2 separate regions of the Triticum aestivum genome follow, and region 2 is linked to region 1. Evidence: chromatin contacts called from public Hi-C data. All regions are on one chromosome and are shown on one strand. The core of a region is the stretch at or near the end of the contact, and the rest is flanking DNA. Distances in the headings are between cores, read along the strand shown.

Region 1 (3,879 bases), core at 255-2,754:
TGACTCCCGAAGTCAGAGGCAAGGCTATCGACCCAGGCTGGATCTATCCAATCCTGCTGCGGGCTGTGCAGATCTGCGTTGGTTGCCATCCCCTGTGACTCGGAGGACGAGCTCATCTGTGGCATCATTCGCCAGTTGTTGACCATCTTCGAGAAGTACACCTGCCGCAAAATGCCAAGGCATGGCGGCTTGGCCTCGAGAAGTCCAAGCGCCTCGCCAAGGAGAAGGCGGTCATTGCGCACAGAAGTTGTGCGGTTTGCCAAGGAGCAGGCCGCACCGCTCAGTGTCTGGATGGGCTCCCCTCGTTGTCCTTGCCCTCCAGTGGCACCTCCAGAGGGCCTAGTGCCGTCGCACCGGAGATGCCAAAGGGGAAGGGGCCGACAAGGAAGCGCTGAACGCTTTTTTTGCGGGAATAAAACTTATATTACTCATCAATGATTGATACTTTTAGGCACATAACCATGCAACACATGGGGGGCTGCACCTAGCCATACTGCAGTACGGATATGTAATCCACCAAAAATTTCCAAAATAATATCTCACCGTATTCTGACTACGCCGTACATGAGTAATACATGTTTTCCTCTCTAAGCGCTTCTTTTTAATCTCTTGGACCAATAAAGCAAATCTTGATCTATCTGGCTTCTCACTTTTCACCATACAAATGGTCTTCAAACAATTAGTTTCAATTTGAAGAGTTAGGTTGCTTCATTGCATAGGTAGTTGATTCCTTATGACAATCCTCAACCTGAAGGAGTGAACTCCGACAAACTATCTAGTATGCTTCTAGTCGTAGTTGTCTAGTAGGTCAATCGAACTATTCATCTTTTGTGTATATTCGATTTGTAATGATGAACTTGCTATGCCCGATGTTGTGCTATGATATCTATCTACGTCGTTTTATTTACACTGTATAAGATTGCAAATGGATGTAGGGGTTTGGATATGCAAAAGACGGCTGCGACCAACGAACACGGACAAATGAGGGGTGGGAGGCCGCTGTTTGTGGACATATAGGGGCTCATATTAGTCCAATGCTGTTGTAGATGGTCTAGTGTCATACGAACGCCACTCTCATGGTCGCCTAAAGCTGCCGAGTTCAACTCGGAAAAGGCAAGCGGAAGCCATACCCCGATTCGGATAGTTCTGTTTTTTTTTAATTGTAAGTAGTTCCGGTTGGTTTTCCCCGCACAACAAAAAGTTCTGCCTTTTTCTTGAGCAGAACAAACAAGTTCTGCTTTTAAACTGGTTTGGCATAATGATGTCAGGAAATAAAAAGTGGTCTGGCATAATGGAATTTGTAGGAAGGAAGAACGAGCCCACCAAGGTAGTAGAGTCCGGTCCGACCGCGAAGGCCCGAACCGACCCAGCCAAAACAATCCCCGTCGCGCCCGCGTGGGTCGTGAGTCGTGAGTCGTGCACCCCCACCCCACCCCACCTCACCACCACGCGTTCTCCCTACGCGTCCCCCCCCCTACTATTTTATCGCGCCGCGCCCGCCTCCCGCAAAAATATCTCCCAAATTCCCCAACGCCCCACGACTTGGCAACCCTAATCAGCTTCCCCCACCAATTCTCGATTCCCCGTCGCCGAGCTCCCCCTCCCAACCCTAGCGCCAGATCCGCTCGCTCGCCCGCGCAGCCATGGCGGAGTCCCTCGACATGTCCCTCGAGGACATCATCAAGAGCAACAAGAAGGGCAACTCCTCGTCCGGCGGGGGTGGCCGCCGCCGCGAGGGCCGCCTTGGATCTGCCGCCGCCGGCAGCGGCGCGGCCGCGGCCGCCGCCGGAGGCGTCCGCCCCAACAGGCGCGCCTTCAAGAGGTCGGGGAACAGGGCGGCGCCCTACCAGCCGCCGAAGGTACGAACGAATCGCACGGGCTAGGCCTTGCGCCGTCGGCGGAGGATAGTCTTCCGTTTTCGCCGAGGCGGGGGAGGATGATCTGGTGGTTTTCTCACTCTGGTGTGACGCGATCCAGGCCCCGGAATCGGCGTGGCAGCACGACATGTACTCTGACGCCTCTGCCAGAGGCGGCGGCGGCGGGAGGGTCTCTGCTATCGAGACCGGCACCAAGCTCCTCATCACCAATTTGGACTTCGGCGTCTCAACCGAGGACCTCAAGGTATATACGTCGCGGATCTACATGTCCAGTTGTTGCTCATGTAATTTGGCTGCTTCTTAGTACGTAGTTGGTCTCAAAGAATCTCATAGTTTGCCTGGAGCTTGTATCAGTCAAGCTATTTTATAGATCTGGCACAGACTCAGTACCACAACTGTGATTTGGTCGTGCTAGCAGTCTTGCGTTGTTGAATTTTCTTAGCTTGTTCCTGTGAATAGGACTTTAGTTCTCAATTGTAATTAATCGTTAATGGTTGTCTCGAAGGGTGTGACCTCTTTACTGGCGTGATTATGTTTTCAGTTGCGCTGTGGCAGTCTCGATTTGATTCGTTTAATTGATGATTTTTTTGCATATCTTATTGCTTACTTCATAAGTTGACGCTCACTTGGAATTTTTTCTTGTTATGGTCTCTCAGTTTGTATAGTGTACTTAAATGTTGATATGCTCTCCATAAAATGCTTTTTGCAGTTTCTTGTTCATAAGGTACTGTTTCTGAGTTATTTTTTCTTTGAATGGTTCAGGAGCTTTTCTCCGAGCTGGGTGATGTGAAGCGATGCTTGATTCACTATGACCGAAGTGGGAGGTCTAAGGTACTTCTTTGTTCCATTTTCCATGTGTGTGTTCTGTGTGATGCCTAACAGTACTTATGTTCTGCAGGGAACAGCTGAGGTTATATTTGCAAGGCGTGGTGATGCTGTTGCAGCGCTGAGGAAATACAACAATGTCCAACTTGATGGCAAGCCTATGAAAATAGAGATACTTGGGACTAACACTCCTACTGCTCCAGCTGCACTACCAACCAATAATGGAACCTATGCTAGGAATGTTGCTAAGAGGTATGTTAGATTTGGTGCATTACATATTTGTGGATTCAATTTATTGCAATTAAAGTATCTGAATTTGCCTGTTTGCCAGAATTGGTCATAAAGTCTTGTGTGATATTAAATGTTGTGGATGGTGAATTGGTGATAATACAATTGCTATTATATATCGCAGAGGTGTTCCGTTATATATCGCCCAATATTTCAGGAGACATTATATAACAAGTAGGTGCTCGCCGTGTTGCAATGGCATCACATTTAGTTTGTTCTTAGTTTGTAGGGGTATTAGCAGAAATGAATTATGAATTTCAGTTTCAAGAATTCATCTTTGTCTACATAGTTAGCTGGTTAGGTTATCTAGCATATTAATCATGTTCCACCATTTTTCTGCTTTATTGAATGTTTATAGGTGCACCTTTTATTGCTTTGTTTGTTAGTAATAGATTTTCCCACCTTACCGTACACCGCTTCATTTGTTACAGTGCACCAAGGGGTGTCTCAGCTAGTTTGCCACAGAACAGACCCCGTGCAAGGGGTGGGAGGGGTCGTCGTGGTGGTGGCGGAGGCAGTGGATCTGGCGGTCGTCGTGGGAAAGAGCGTAGCCAGCCAAGGTCTGCTGAAGAACTTGATGCTGAGTTGGAGAAGTACCATGCACAGGGTACGACGCCGATGCAGACCACCGAATAAATCGACATCTTTGCAGCGTTGATATTCAACATGAAATTTGAAGGGTGCCCCTTTGTTCCCGCTTTTTGTGCTACTATATGTTCAAGGGACAACAAAACCTTTTACTTGTCAGGTTCTTGGCTTACTGAATTGTATGGGTTATGTGTCTACATAGAACTAGAGTTGAGTGGATACCGGTGAACACTACTGTTATGAACATTACTTGATTGCCTTTAGTTTCTGCCTTCCTTGAGGAGCGCAAGGACTAAGGACC
Region 2 (3,523 bases), core at 464-2,963, 180 kb after region 1:
ACATCTCCCCAGTAATCAGGATTGCTGGTGTACCATTCAATTGTTTTCTTCAAACCCTCTTCCCATGTCGTGCGCTCTGCCCATCCTAACTTCTTCAGTTTCTGATCATCCAGGAAGTACCTCTGGTCATTGAAGGGCCTGTTCTCGACAAACCTGATGACCTTTTCGGTGTCCAAGCCAAATAGCTTGCATATGTCACTGGCCACATCAATTACCCTCCTCTCCTTCACAGTACCAATATTATACACATGTCCAACCTCTCCTTTGTGAAGAACTACCTCAAAAGCTTCAGCAACATCCTCACAGTACAGGTAGCTCCTGACATTAGAGCCATCACCATGAATTGGAAGGGGCAAGCCTTTCATGGCCAAAAGGATAAATTTTGGGATGAGCTTCTCAGGGAACTGATTTGGTCCATACACATTGTTGCCTCGGGTTGTAATCACAGGAAGACCATAAGACCTCCCATAAGCCATCACAAGCATTTCAGCCCCAGCTTTGGTAGCTGAATATGGATTTGTCGGAAGCAACTGCGAGGCCTCATGGTTACCAACCACAGCATCCTCATCAGTTTCTCCATACACCTCATCAGTACTGACGTGAATAAATCTTCTGATCTGGCCAGTGACCTTGCACGCCTCAAGGAGAACGTGGGTGCCATATATGTTGTTCTTTGTAAACTCAAAGGAATTGCCGAACGAATTATCCACATGAGTCTGGGCAGCAAAGTGCATGATGGTGTCGATCGACTCAGTGATGAGAAGATAGTTCACCAGGTCAGCACTTGCGATGTCGCCCTTGACAAACTTGAAATTTGGCGATGGCCGGGAGGGGTTGAGATTTTTCAGGTTGGAGCAGTAGTCAATCTTGTCGAGTACCACAATCTTGTAGTGAGGATAGCTCCTAATTAGACGGTTCGCCACATGGGATGCAATGAAACCCGCAGCACCAGTTATGAGGATGTTCTTGGGCTCATAGGTCGCCATCTTAGCCTGCAAATAGATATTCAAACCTGCTAGTGTTATTAATGTGCCCAGCAGTAATAATTCTTCAAACTTATCATCGAAGTTACTGCGAAAACAAGGCAACTCCTACTAAAACTAAAAGCAGATATACTCCAACTATGAAGGAAGAATAGAGGAAACATTATTAACTCCAAAGCTATCAGCAGGCTATGTAGTAGTAGTAAAACAGTAGAGAACTGACTAAACTGACACCATAGCCATCAGCAGGCATAGAAGAACATCCACCCCTGACAAATGCAATTTTCATCAGGCGCCCATCATCGCGATCCCCAGGTCCAGCAGTGGCAAACCAATACACGCAACATGAAACCACAACCGAATTCTTCGCCGCGGCGAACAACACGCACGGGAATGGTACACTCGGCAACTGAAACCCCACCGGAATTCCAGGCGAGGACACGGATCTAGGAGCAGGCAGCGGGGAAGGGGACTCACCGGGCAGATCGCGCAGGCGGCGAAGGCGCACCGCGAGCGCGTGGAGGAGATCTGGCGCGCGGCGACGGCGACGGCGACGTCGCCTTGGAGATCGGGAGGGGTCGAAGGAGAATCTTCGGGGAGGGGGAGGAGGGAGCAGCGAGCACTCAACTGCACGGCGCCGACGAGTACGGGCGGATGATGGGTTGGGGGCTTAAAAGAGGATCCTGACCGTTTCGCCGCGTGGTCCGCGCGTCCCATCCTCGTTTTCGTTCTGGTCCAGCACAGCAGTAGCACACGCTCTTCCAGACGAGACTTGTCCAGCGACCTATCAACTCCAACGATTTGGACGTAGGTTTAGTCCACTTTTCATCATTTTATAATGTTAATGGAGCCATGTTCGTCCGGATTTCTGAATGCGCCCAATGCACGGTCACATTCCGGCCGCATCTTGTCGGTTCCAGATTAACAAGCATACTAAAATGAAGCATAGCAAATACTCCCTTGTCCCATAATGTAAGACTTTTTTGACACTAGTGTATAGTCAAAAAATGTCTTATATTATGGGACGAAGGGAGTAGTTTAAATCAAACGTAGCAATAGTTCCACATTCGAAATAGTCTTACAACCCAATCGAAATAAAAACAATATCAAATAGTCATACAACCCAATCGAAATGTGTTTGCATGAAAAAATTAAACCGATAAATTTACTGGTTGCCAGCGTGAGTCCACATATGCTCAACCAAGTCATCCTGAAGCTGGAAATGAGTATGCCAATCACGTATTTCACAATGAAAATGGACAAAGTGTTCAAAGGTTGCAGGAGGTGGCTGCTCAGGCTCAACATTTTCACCTGGAAATCAAACCCGTGGTCGTAGATGCTATCGCCATGCTCATTTTCACACAAGCAGTCATCACCTCCCAAAGCTTCTGAGTGCTCCATATCAATGTAGGGTTTCGAACGATACCCCATCGAGACTGAAGCACACCGAAAGCACGCTCCACATCCTTCCTAGCACTCTCCTGCGTTTGGGCAAACCTCTGTCTCTTCTCTCCTTGCAGATTGGGTATGGTCTTCATAAGAGTGGACCACTAAGGATAGATAACATCAGCTAGGTAATATCCCTTGTTGTAATGGTTGCCATTGATCTCAAAGTCGACCTCCGGGGAGTGGCCTTCTGCAAGCCTTGCAAACACTGGGGAACGCTGAAGAACACTGATATCATTGTGAGAATCAGCCATGCCAAAGAAAGAATGTCATATCCACAGATCTTGTGAAGCCACCGCTTCAAATATGACAATGGCACCTTTCACATGCCCCTGCCAAGCAAATGGACAGTTCTTCCACTTCCAGTGTATACAATCTATACTACCAAACATGCTCGGAAAGTCCCTATCGGCATTGATCGCCAACAACCTCTCTGTATTAGCGGCAGTTGGCTCTCTCAGGTACTTAGGGCCGAACACTGCCAGCACGACCTTGTAGAAACTATATATTGAGATGAGACATGTGGACTCACTCATACGCACGTACTCATCCATAAGATCATCAGGAATTCCATATGCAAGCATGTGAATCGCCGCAGTGCACTTCTGGTAATAAGAGAGCCAAGCTTGCCAAGGGCATCCTATTGGCACTCAAAGTATGGGACATATGTTGCCCCTCCCTCCCGAATACGATTGAACACATGTCTCGCCATACAGAAGCGGCGACGCAATTGATGTGGTTTCAAGAGCGGGCCATTCTCAAAGTAATCGGCATAGAGAAGGGTGTGGCCTCTCTCCCTATTGCGGTTCAAGGCCGGAGCATGCCCGGGGATTGATCCCCTGAACCGAGGCCGCGTCCTACTAATGTGGTCGTGGACGACAATGCAGCCACCACAAGCTCTTCATCTGTTGGGGAACGTAGTAATTTAAAAAAAAATCCTACGCACACGCTGAAGGAAATATGCCCTAGAGGCAATAATAAAGTTATTATTTATTTCCTCGTATCATGATAAATGTTTATTATTCATTCTAGAATTGTATTAACCGGAAACATGATACATGTGTGAATACATAGACAAACATAATGTCAGTAGT

The links. Hi-C and Micro-C count contacts between places; a contact is called where the count stands out from the background.
Region 2: a contact with region 1 is called in a Hi-C map of leaf, with 8 times the contacts expected there. The contact joins the promoter of LOC123097882 here to the promoter of LOC123097880 in region 1. A contact is called at or near these places in 2 of 5 Hi-C or Micro-C datasets (both in leaf).

What each region holds. Positions count from the first base shown.
Region 1 is chr4D:353,562,704-353,566,582 of IWGSC CS RefSeq v2.1, forward strand. It overlaps LOC123097880 (THO complex subunit 4A), which reads left to right and starts at 1,505. Exons shown (of 6, transcript XM_044519728.1): 1 at 1,505-1,859; 2 at 1,978-2,121; 3 at 2,640-2,708; 4 at 2,776-2,954; 5 at 3,115-3,164; 6 at 3,422-3,879. The coding sequence starts at 1,644. The coding sequence ends at 3,648.
Region 2 is chr4D:353,741,376-353,744,898 of IWGSC CS RefSeq v2.1, forward strand. It overlaps LOC123097882 (trifunctional UDP-glucose 4,6-dehydratase/UDP-4-keto-6-deoxy-D-glucose 3,5-epimerase/UDP-4-keto-L-rhamnose-reductase RHM1), which reads right to left and starts at 1,714. Exons shown (of 3, transcript XM_044519730.1): 1 at 1,461-1,714; 2 at 1-992. The coding sequence starts at 1,700.